Regions from separate parts of the Sus scrofa genome. Here region 1 is linked to region 2. A link is a contact called in public promoter capture Hi-C data. All regions are on one chromosome and are shown on one strand. Each heading gives the region's core, a stretch centred on a gene start, on an enhancer-like site or on the middle of the called end of the contact. The rest is flanking DNA. Distances are from core to core; before and after follow the strand shown.

What was found. Promoter capture Hi-C pulls out the DNA fragments that hold promoters and counts their contacts.
Region 1: a promoter capture Hi-C map of liver shows a contact between it and region 2, with 4 times the contacts expected there. The contact joins the promoter of KANSL3 here to the promoter of ACTR1B in region 2. A contact is called at or near these places in 1 of 5 promoter capture datasets (liver) and 1 of 47 Hi-C or Micro-C datasets (heart right ventricle).

Annotation. Positions count from the first base shown.
Region 1 is chr3:56,955,378-56,961,364 of Sscrofa11.1, forward strand. It overlaps KANSL3 (KAT8 regulatory NSL complex subunit 3), which reads left to right and starts at 3,806. Exons shown (of 23, transcript XM_021087273.1): 1 at 3,806-4,148; 2 at 4,794-4,916; 3 at 4,919-5,057. The coding sequence starts at 4,844. FER1L5 (fer-1-like protein 5) reads right to left here and starts at 4,203. Exons shown (of 55, transcript XM_021088398.1): 1 at 4,168-4,203; 2 at 3,651-3,923. The coding sequence starts at 4,203.
Region 2 is chr3:56,607,992-56,614,002 of Sscrofa11.1, forward strand. It overlaps ACTR1B (beta-centractin), which reads left to right and starts at 2,365. Exons shown (of 12, transcript XM_021087260.1): 1 at 2,365-2,596; 2 at 4,752-4,816; 3 at 5,978-6,011. The coding sequence starts at 2,549.

The DNA of each region.
Region 1 (5,987 bases), core at 2,556-5,055, 350 kb after region 2:
TCATTTTCCTTCATAAATCCTTTAAGCCACTCCTGCCACATTTCTTGGACTTTTTTCCTTATCTATAAAATGGAGACAATAAAACCTGCCTCATTTGCTTCGTGGAATTGTTGTGAGGAGTAAAGATCATTACATTTATGAAAAGGCTTTGTTGATTCTAAAAATAGTTGAGACAATCGAGCAGATATTATTAGAAATTCTACAAAGACCTGTACATATATTATCTTTGTAAGTCCTCACAGCAAATCCTAGGAAGCAGATACTTCTTTTTTTTTTTTAAATCTCAGTTGGTGGCACAGCCCTAGTTCATAGAAGAAACTTGAGGAATATTCATCTTCTTTTTTTTCGTGTGGCCATTTGCTGGAAAAAATGGGAGGCAGAGGAGTCATCATAAGAGAAATAAGAGCAATAAGGAGGATAAGTTTTGAAAGAACGGGACAGTGTCTACCTTGCCTTTCTGTCACTCAGCATATTTTACATAGCAGGGCACTGATCAATCAATCTAGTTACATAGTAGGGCACTGATCAATCAATCTAGTTTTTCACTGATCAATGTTGCCTCTTGGGGTTCGTGGCTCTTACCTCGGAAGTACACAAACATGCTGGGTCTGGGTGGGGGGCTCAGGGGAGGGCTAATCTTGGCTGATTCCACCACAAGTCGCAGCATCTCCCCCACCTACTTCCCTGCTATCCTTCTCTAGTGAAGCTTCTTTCTTGGGAGCACCTTGGTCCAAGGCTTCTCTCAGGGCTCATGGGGAGAGTAAGGCCTGAAGTTGTTGCTTAGCAACAGAGTTGATGTCACAGAGGTGTGTGGTTCTTGATTTTGGATGGGAATGAAGGGAATGGGAGGAGATAGAAGTCATAGGGTATGAAGCCAGTGGCTTGAGGTGCCCAGGGCTGTAGAAACGAACAATCTGGCCAAATTTCATTTCTTCTTTCTGTTTTCTTTTGTCTCTTGTTCTTTCTAAAATTCTGGTTGCAAGATAAGTATAAGGGTAATATTTTCTCTATATACAAATGAATTACCTAGAGTTATAAAAAATCACGTAGTCTATTTTACCTTTTTTTAAATTTTTGACCCCAGCCAAGGCATGTGGAAGTTCCCAGGACAGGGATCAAACCCCAGCCACAGCAGTGACCCAAGCCACTGCAGTGACAACACAGGATCCTTAACCTTCTGGGCCACAAGGGAACTCTTCTTTTTTAAACGTTTTAATGCTCTTTTCTGCCTGAGAGTCTTTGTCTTTGCTGTTCCAACTCCAGAGAGCTTTGCACCCAATGTCTACCATGCTACCTCTTTCTCTTCTTTTGGTTCCAGGTTCAAAGTCACCTTGACATCCACCCCATTGCCCAAGCCAAGGCTAGCTCACTGTTCTACATGCTTTCATCACTGTCCACTTCGAATAGGCATGGTGGGGGGGTGGAGTTGTGAGGGGATTAAATGCTTAGGTTCTGGAGCCAGACTGGTTCTGGTTCTGCCTTTGATACTTACTAGCTGCATAACCTTGGGCAAAACACTTTGCCTCTCTGGACATGATTATAAGAGAACCTAGCATGTATGTCATTGAGAGGATTAAATGAAGTAGGTCATTTATATCACTTAGAACTTGACTGGCATTCTCTAAATGCTAGCCCTTATTATCACAACTATAAATTAATTATTTATATAGACTGAAAAGAAATATGCCTTTTCAGTGCTGTGTCTTTAGCACTTGGCACAGTACTTAGCATATAGTAGAAATTTAAGCAATATTTGCAAATGAATGAAGGTCAAGTGTGTCCTATGGGATATCGGAGGAAGGAGAAGCATTATAGAGAAGAGGTAGCCAACTCTAATCAATGGGTAGTGAAAGCCTGGAGTCCTGTGTGGAGAAAATTGCTCTGAAGTTGCATCTGGGTTCAGAATGAACGGTGCTTGATTAATCATGTCTGTCATGGGCATAGAAAGAAAAACTGCAAATCAAGCAGTAAGAGTTTGAGGACTTCCTGTGTGGCTCACAACATAACTACTTGGCGTTGCTTCTGCAGTGGCTGTGGCTCAACCCCTGGCTTGGGAACTTCCATATGCCTGCTATAGAGAACACACATTGTCCTCTTGGAAACAGTCTAGAATTGTGAAATGACCACAGGTTTTGCCTCCTTTCTCTCCACTGCCTCCCCACCCTCCCCCACTTTCCTCTGGGCACCCAGGTTTGCAGGTAGCATCGCTGAGGCCTTCTAGAGCACTGTGTATCTTTCTTTGGGTTGCTCTCTGCACTCTTGTTTTCTTCAGCATTGCACGTTGGTTGTCTCACTTCACTCCTGCCCTGATGGGGCAACCAAAATGAACCAATCCACTAAGCACTCTAAATGATTGGATTTGTCCCCCATCATGTTTTCCATGTAGGGATACCTGCATTTAACCCCCTAGCCCCAGCACTGCGCACAATGGTGTAGACGGGGTGGGTGATGAATCAAATGCCACAGGGGCCAAGGAGGCCTAGAGAAGCTGGTCAGAGTGAGCATATATGCAGCCTGTATACCTGCCACACAGGAACATGAGTCCAGTGCTGCCACAGTCTCCAATTTTTTAAGAGATCTGTATATCTGGATTTTTGCATGAAATCTCCCAAATTTAAATATTTGCAGTAAATAATTAAATACATATTTGCGATGAAATAAAATTTTAAAAAAGTAGCGTGTAGGCCAAAGAAAGTGGTGTTGGGCTGTAATTGGTCCATTCACTCTCTCTCTGTAGGTCCTTAGCAACCTTTCCAATCTCTCTGCAGTGGCCTGGTCCTTTCAGCCCAAACTTAGGTGACTTCATCTTCATGATTCCACTCATATTCCCACTCTGGAAATCTTTTTCTATAAATTTCTGTTCTTATCATTCTCTCCGCCACCCAGTGAGTAAGTATTTGCACTTTCAGAGATGAAGAGGGTACACTGAGATCTCACTGGGGTCATAAAAGCAGGGAGTTAGGTGCAGGAGCTGAGATTCCAAACCTCCAGGTCTAAGCAGCACTGCTTAGGGCGATCTGGACACATCTACGCAAAGCCCTGGATAAATTTTTCTTTTATTCTATTGTTTAATATATTTTTTAGAGCAGTTTAAGGCACACAGCACTTCTTTTATTTTCGCACTTATTTTTATTGTGGTTGTTGCTTAAGTGATCTCTTCTTCTTCTTCTTTTTTTTTTTTTTTGGCCGCACCCATGGCACATAGAAGTTCCCCTGGCCAGGGATGGAACACACGCCACAGTAGTACCGGATCAGCTGCAGTGACAACGTCGGATCTTTAACCCGCTTCGCCGCAAGGGAATTCCTAACTTTTTTTTACATTTAAGTATAGTTGCTTTACAACATTGTGCTAGTTTCAGGCGCACAGTATTTGAAGTAAATACTGCACGCTTAGGTGGGACTGATCTGGGAGAAGCGGAAAGTAGGTTGCACGCCCTCCCAGCCCTGGCTAGGGACCTGGCAAAGCAACCGTGGCGGTCACTGAGAACGGACGCTGCAGAAGCCAGCCTCCTCTCTCGCCCTCGCTTTCCCTGCTGAAGATGCAGAAGGCCGAAACTCGGAATTCCGCGCTGTGAGCGGCAGAGACCCGCACGCGTTCCCGGGGCTCCTCTTCCCGCGCAGTTACATCCTCTCCCGGTTTTGCAGCTCACCGCCCCTCCCTTCCCAGGCCGTGATCCGCTTCCGCGTTTCGCTCTGTGCCCGGAGCTCCGGGGCGAGGAGGCGGTAACGCGCACGCGCGCTGGGATCCGGCCCGGGCCGAGCGCGCGGCGCGACGACTGCGGGTGAGGGGAGGCGCGGCCCTGGCAGGGGGTGGCGGGCCCCGGCGGTGGCGGCGCTGGTCTGGCGGGCGGGGGTCTCAGCGAGAACCTCCGGACTCTCCGGTCATGCGGGGACAGGGGGCTGGAGCCCGGGGCCCGGGCGGCCTGGGTCAGACGGCCGTGTGGGGCAGGGGGCGGACTGGGGTTGCCGTGACGCGGGAGCTGAGCTGGGCCCGGGCCGGCGGGAGGCGGGTTCCTGGCGGCTCCTCCTCGTCGCGAACTCTCGGTGACCTTGGCCAATTCACTCCGTCTCCTTGAGCTGGCGCCTTCGTCTGTAAAGTGTGAATTACAAGCCCTGCCTGCCAGCTGTGGCGGTTTTGAGGCTCAAGGGTGGGACCCCCCGGGGTACCTGGAGTAGCGGGCCGTTCCTGGGGGACCACCCCATCTACGGTGAGGGGGGGGGTCTTCCTGGCTTAGCATTTTGTTACAGGCTTTGAGAAGGAGCTCTCGTCTGTGTCTTAAAACTCCAGAGCGTTATGAAGTAGTTGCAAAACTTTTGCTTAACGTAGACAAGGGACCTCGAGGGCCTCCTTGGAGCCCACGTTGCCCAGCTGTTACCCAGGATGCTCTTATTTTGTGACTGGAGGCGGCCCAGTGAAGCTTCCGGGAATAGTGTGAAGCTGGAGACCCTTAGCTTTGGAAGAATCAATATTTTTGATTCCTCTTGTTTGCCCAAACCCATGCCAGCCACAGGGGAAACTGATGCTGGCCAAGCAAATTTAGTATTTGTCCATGTGAGACCTTGGAGTCCCTCAGCTTCCCAATGAACCGAATTTTGTAGAAATTGAAGAGGAAGATGGTGCCATAGCCTTTTGAGGACTCTTAGGAGCGCTCCCTACATGGGCAAGGGTCTGTGATTTGATGGATCCTCAGTTATACATGATAGAAGGTCAAAAAAGTAAGCACATTAGATAGTATAGGCTGCAAGAGATTCAGAGCATCTGAATTGACTAAAACTGAAACTTTTCACTGCAGGTGACTAGCATGCAGATAGCCATTCTCTGACCTGCTGCCCTTCTTCTGACATGGCCCACCGAGGTGGGGAGAGGGACTTCCAGACCTCAGCGCGGCGCATGGGCACCTCGTTGCTCTTCCAGCTTTCGTGCATGAGCGGGAGCTGGACCTAGTGTTTCTGGACCATAGCTATGCCAAGCCTTGGAGTGCCCACCCAGATGCCAGTAGTGCCCGCCCCACCCGCATGCTCTTTGTTACTCCCCGGAGGCAGCACGAAAGTACCATGTGAGTTTGGGCTTCTTTCTTAAGGGCTGCCATTGCCCTAATTGGACAGGGAACAGATGGTGGGGATTAAAGAGGATTTTATTGTGGGAGATTGTCTGAGGGGCTTGGATGTTAAATTCAGGCGTTGCTGTTAAGCAGCGAGCAGATAGGCCTGTATGTAGACATCTTGCATTCAGGACATCTAATGAGTTAGGAAGGCAAGATATTCAAAGGAAGGCAAACAGCCTACTGCACTTAGGTAATAGGACTCGTGTGGAAAGAGGAATTGAATAGCATTATTTAAATTGTGAAGAAAAATACCAAAGAGTTAGTTTTTAAAAATTGCCGCATAGGATTAGATTTATTCTTTTAGTCCAGACAGAGTTCCTGGCTCCAGCACTGGCAACAGTAACCTTTTTGGTAGTTCAATTTACTTTTACTGGGGTCACCTTGTTTAGGAGCATATATATATGCCCAAGACCTTGGTTTCTGTCTTAGCTTCTTACAGAACTGTCACCATAGGTTGATTTTTTTTTTGTATTTTTGGGGTCGCACCCGTGGCATCTGGAAGTTCACAGGCTAGGGGTTAAGTCACAAGTGTAGCTGCCGGCTTACAACCCAGCCACAGCAACACCGGATCCTTAACCCACTGAGTGGGGTCAGGGATCAAACCCGAGTCCTCAAGGGTACTACTTGGGTTCCTTACTTAAGCACTGAGCCATAATGGGAACTCCAACCATGGGTTGATTGTAACCCTACTTAGGCCTGGTTATATTTCAGGGTAAGGAATTTTTTCCCTAAACTTACCATGTGATATATGATACTGTGGCATGTAGAATTTCCCAGGCCAGGGATCGAACCTGTACCATAGCAGTGACCCAAGCTGCTGCAGTGACAACAGTCTTTAACTCACTGTGCCCCAAGGGAATCCCCGTTTAGCAATTCTTTTGA
Region 2 (6,011 bases), core at 1,115-3,614:
TAGAATTATAATATGATCCAGCAATTGCATATCTGGTTATATATCCCAGAGAACTGAAGGCAGAGTCTCAAAGTGGTATTTATACATCATTATTTTGTTGTTGTTGTCTTTTTTGCTATTTCTTGGGCCGCTCCTGCGGCATATGGAGGTTCCCCGGCTAGGGGTAGAATTGGAGCTGTAGCCACCAGCCTACGCCACAGCCACATCAACGCAGGATCCGAGCCCTGTCTGCAACCTACACCACAGCTCACAGCAGTGCCAGATCCTTAACCCACTGAGCGAGGCTAGGGATCAAACCAGCAACCTCATGGTTCCTAGTTGGATCTGTTAACCACTGAGCCATGACGGGAACTCCCTGTACATCATTGTTCATAGCAGTTTTACTCACAATAGCTAAAATGTGGAAGCAACCCAAGAATCCAACAGATGAATGGATAAGCAAAATGTACTATATACATACAATTGGATATAATGCAGCCTTAAAAATAAACGAAATTGTTATGTGGAGGATGGAGAGTTAGAGTTCTGGTCTCATAAGTTCCCTTTCCCATATTAAAGAATCTTGAGGAGTTCCCGTCGTGGCTCAGCAGTTATGAACCAACTAGCATCCATGAGGATGAAGTTTAGATCCCTGGCCTTGCTCAGCGGATAAGGATCCGGCGTTGCCGTGACCTGTGGTGTAGGTCCCAGACGTAGTATTGCTATGCTTCTGGTGTAGGCAGGTGGCTTCAGCTCTGATTGGACTCCTAGCCTGGGAAACTCCATATGCTGCAGGTGTGGCCCTAAAAAGACAAAAAGACAAATAAATAAACAAATGAAGAGTCTTGAATGTGGCTTATACAATCATTGGAGACATTTACACATAGAACATTCTGGACTCTGGCTTTCTTTGCTTTGACTTAGCCGTACATCCCGACTTATTTCTCATCAGATTATACAGAAATCCCTCATTATTTTAAATAGTTGCACAATGACCCATTTTATGAATGGATAGACACCAGATACAAACAAACATATCTATGACCTCAATTGCGTGAAATTCCACAATAGGCAAAACTAACCTGTGTCATTAGAATGCAGGACAGTGGTCTCCGAGGAGGAGGAAAAAGCAGTGAGCAAAAGGGGTGAGAGGTTTCTGGGTCATGCTTTGCTTTTTTTTTTTTTTTTTTTGTCTTTTCTAGGGCCGCTCCCGCAGCATATGGAGGTTCACAGGCTAGGGGTCAAATCGGAGCTCTGGCTGCCGGCCTATGCCAGAGCCACAGCAACTCAGGATCTGAGCTGCGTCTGCAACCTACACCACAGCTCATGGCAACGCCGGATCCTTAACCCACTGAGCAAGGCTGGGGATCAAACCCGCAACCTCATGGTTCCTAGTCAGATTCGTTAAGCACTGAGCCACGACGGGAACTCCCATGCTTTGTTTCTTAAATTCAGTGATGGTTATGATCTCGAAGAGACAGCAGTGAGTAATGACTTGGAGTGAGACCTTAATTTCCTGCTCCAGAATTGAACCTGGGCAGCCTAGATGAAAACCAGGTAACCTAGCCACTAGACTAACTACAGGCTAGAAGCAGAAGTGCCCTGATTCTTGCGCCCTGTTGAAAACTGAATGTTTCAAGGAGGCAAAGACTGTGAAAATAGGTATAAAGTTTGGAGTATAGGTATAATTCATTAAAATGTATACTTATGATTTCTGCACTTTTCTGCATGACGGTTGTGCTTCAATTTTACCAAATTTAATCTCACAGTCTAGTGGGAAAGTTATATAGAGATGCAAATAACCATGGCTCAGTTCGGTAGTGAATTCAGGACTCTCATCTAGCACTTATGCAGCAGTTGACTCCGGCACAATTGTAGGCTGCCTGCAGGCTAATCCCAGTTGCTGCTCCTTGATTCCCATATCTGTAAAATGGGGATAATAATAAAACTACCTGATACAGTTACTGCAAGGGTGTAATATAGTAATCTATAGAAAGTGGGTTAGAAGTCCTCCGCAAGCACGTGGCAGGTGCTCCATTAACTCAGCTACCGTTAGCACGAAACTGTAATTTTTACTAGGAAAAGGATCCTCCTCAATGCTCTATAAAGAAATGCTTTGGGTGAAATATCCAGCGCCAGCCTCCTCGGGTGCAGCGAGCTTAGGAGGAACGGAGTCTTCCTGGACAGGTGAACTCCCAACCCTCCTGACTCCGAACACGTCCTCTTTAAGAGTGGAGCCACGACGTCAACCCCACGCGGCGCAGCCTACCTTGGAAGCGCCCCTGCGGTTCTTCCGAGCGGCCTCCATTGGCTGGCCAGCACCCGGCGGCCCCGCCCCTTCGCCGGCCTCCGGCCCCAGGCGACCTGCGTCAATCCGCCCAGCTTGGAGCTATGATTGGCCGTGGGGCCGGCCCTCCAGAAAGCCCCGCGGGGCTTGCTTAAGCTGCGCGCTCTGGATGGGAGGGGCGCGGCGCAGCGTCTGTAGCCGCCTCCGTCCCCCTCCGTCTGCCCGCCCGCCGTTGGTCCCTCCAGCAGCCCGCCTGCTGGGCAGGGCCGGCCCGGCCCGGCCATGGAGTCCTACGACATCATCGCTAACCAGCCTGTGGTCATCGACAACGTGAGGCTCGGCGGCCGGGGGGAGGGCGGGCGCTCCGCCCTCAGGGACTCATGCGGCGGCACCTGCAGGGACCCCGGCCCGTCTCTGCCGCTCCTCTGGTCACTGCCCGCCTGCCACCCGCGCTGGCCGCCCGCGCCCCCACCTGGCCCTTAACCCGGGCCACGGGGCCAGACCCTCGCCAGCGTGGCAGAGCCCCAGCCAGAGCACTCCTGAGCCCGGCGGGGAGGTCAGGAGAGGCAGGAGTCCCATCCGTCTGGCGGCCCTTGGTCAGCATCTGGAGGGCTGGAGTGACAGCCGGGCAACCCGGCAGATGTGTGTCAGGCTCGGGGCGCACCCCGGACCCTTCTCAATTGACAGTGAGGTCACAGGGCAGGTCTCGACCCAGCCCCTTTACTACTCCTCAGGCTCTGACTCTGGCTGCCCCTCCTAGTGGAGGAGGAATGGCATTTGCCTTCTTGCACACCACTGGCCCCATGTTTCGGAGAGGGTTGGCCTGGTGACCTCTACAACAGCTCTTCCCAAGGGGCTGCACCCCCAGGCAGCACCTCCAGAGTGGGCAGGCCTTGCTGCACCCTTTTCCTGGGACAGGGGAAAATGTAAGCTAAGCTCTGCCGGCCACATAGCCACGGCCACCTGCCTGGCCACTTGGCTGTTTTGACCCTCTCCTTAAGTGCTCCAGGAGCCAAACAGAAGTTCCACAGTTGGCAGGGCAATGGAAAGAATTCAGGACTACTTTTCCCAGAACCCATGAGTACTTTGCAATAATTGTTTGACAACCTCAGGAGAAAGTTGCTTGGCTCCATTGTGGTCCTTCAACACTGGGGCTAAGCATGCTTCCTGGTCCACAGGAAGAAAATAAAGGACAGGGAGGGATCTGTGGCTCTGCTCCTAGCTGGGTATCTGCCCCTGGAGCCCTGGAGTTTTTGTTAATGACTCACTTTTCTTTCTTGGATCTGTCTCCCTGCCATTTGACTCCCATGTAATCCCTGAATGGCTGTCTTTTTTGGAGTACCCATGTGAGCACCCTGAGTCACTGCAGGGGATGCTTAATAAGAAAGCTGGAACTGGGCTTGGGGGATACTCTCCATCAGCCCATGGGAAGGACAGGGCCACTTCCTTTCTTGGCGGGCAAATAATCCACTTAGGCTAATCAAAAAGTTTAAGAGGGAACTGGTTTGCTCCCTCTGGGCTTCCAACCCCTCCTCTGTAACTTAGGGTTGTATATGTCTGCTCTACAGACCCCAAGGCTGGTGGTGGAGATCTCTGGGAACATGGGTTGAGATTCTGGTTCCTGCAGTGGATGGGGAGTTTCTAGATGCCAAGTTCCCTTCAAGATTCTAAGTTCCTTGGTGGTCTAGTGATTAGGATTCAGTGCTTTCAGCACTTTGGCCCAAGTTCAATCCCGAGTCTGGGAGCTGAGATCCCATGTCAAGCTACTGTACATTCTGGCCAAAAAAAAGGGGGGGGGATTCTAAATCCAGCTTCCATCCTGAAGCAGTGCAGAACCAAGTTCTCCTCTTGTAGGCTCTGGGGAAACCACTTGAGAAGTGCCAGCTGTCCCCAAGCATCCAATGATCTTCCCTGGGCCATCCTGTATGTGGTCCATGGCTGCTGACAGGAGGGGGCTGGGGACTGTTGGAGGGGAAAAAAAAAAAAAAAAAAAAAAAAAAACAGGCTTAGGGGTTGCTTCTAGCTGGGTTTGGGGAGTAGCATGTGCTGCTGTGGATTCCTCCTGCCTGGAGTGACCATGGAGCATGCAGAGGAGGGTTTGCTTCGTGGTTCCTCCATCTCCACACTAATGACATTCTGGTCTGGATCACTCTTGGTTTTGAGGGGCTGTCCTTTGCATTGTAGGATGTTTAGCAGCATCCCTGGCCTCTACCCACAAGATACCAGTAGTAGTTCCTGCTCCCCAGTCTCCAAATATGGTCAGATTTGGAGGAGGGGATGCAAAATCGCCCCCAGTTTTGAACCACTGGTGTACTTGTAAATGGCCTTGCTCTCTTGTTTTTTTGTGTTTTTTTGGCTTTGCTCTCTTGGCAGGTCCTCAGCTTCCTGCCCGGGCTGCCCTGGTAGGGCAGCAACCTTCTGCACAATGGGGCACTGCCTTCATCTGGAGGTGAATGTTGGAAGCTAAACATTATTTCTCTTTCAGGGTTCGGGGGTGATCAAGGCTGGCTTTGCCGGAGACCAGATTCCCAAATACTGTTTCCCAAACTAGTAAGTGTTGCTCAGGCAGCATCCTTAACCCTTTGGTTTGCTTCAGGGGAGAACACTGGTCACGTGTCACAGCTCTCTTGCCCCCACCTGTATGAAGGTGAAAACACTAGACTTGTGAAACACTAGATTTGAGTTCTGGAAAGAGAAGACAGGTGCTCTGGGCTCCCCCCTCCTCTTTGGACTCTGATTTTGGTCCCTCCTGGAGCCAGGAAGGAGGAGAAACCACCAGCTTTCCCTTGGGGACAGGGCGTGGTAGCAGCAGCAAGAATAAAACAATCTCCAGGAAAGAGACCTAGCCTCTGGGGAGAAAGTGCGGAGTTAATGCACAGCCACCCATTCCTCCCCAGAAATGATTTCTGATTTCTTCGGGTCTTACATGGTTTCAGACTCTAGAAAATATTGTGTTCAGACGGAGGGAGTCTTTGCCAGAATGGCACCGTGGTAGCAGAGGTAGGAGGGGGTGAAAGCCTGGCACGCTGCCCTGGCCGCTCCAGCCCATCAGGGAGCCCTCCCTCACCTGTGTCTCTTCTCAAGTCCTAGAGGCTTTTGAGTTTCCTGGCCTAAGGCCCTCAAAATAACTGGCTATAGCAAGACACAGCCAGCATGGAGCACCCAGGAGAGCTTCAGCGTTCCTTCCAGAACTCATATTGAGTGTACTTAAAGATTCCTCTTAGTGTGCAGGGAACTCAGGTCAGATGTTGAAATGAATGGTAGTTCATCCAGTCTGCCGAGAACTGCGTCTCTGTCCCGGAAGCCCTGGCAGTGGGAATGGGCAGGATTGACTGAGTGAGAAGGGCAGATGGACGAGGGAGCCACGACTCAGCTTCCTGGAGCCATCCCGCCTCAGGCTGCGGAAATCAAGAGTGCAGGCTGAGTCGTGGCTGCCAAGGCTGCCCCTCTGCCAGGGCTGGGCCAGGAAGGGCTGATGTTCCAGTGCTCTCAGCTCTCTGGGCGGTCCGGTGGGAGATGGAGGGGATGCCTTTGCTTCTGACTATGACTTCGGTCCTGCCAAGGCCTGCTGTGAAGCAGGCCTAGGTTCTGACCTTTGCCCTGAAGCTTTGGAATACACTTCCCTCTCAACCATTGGCGTTGCACTGTTTTTCCTGGACTGGGTTCAGCTATGCCCCCTGCTCTTCTCCCCGAATTTTCCTGTCTTTACAGTGTTGGGCGCCCCAAGCACATGCGGGTGATGGCT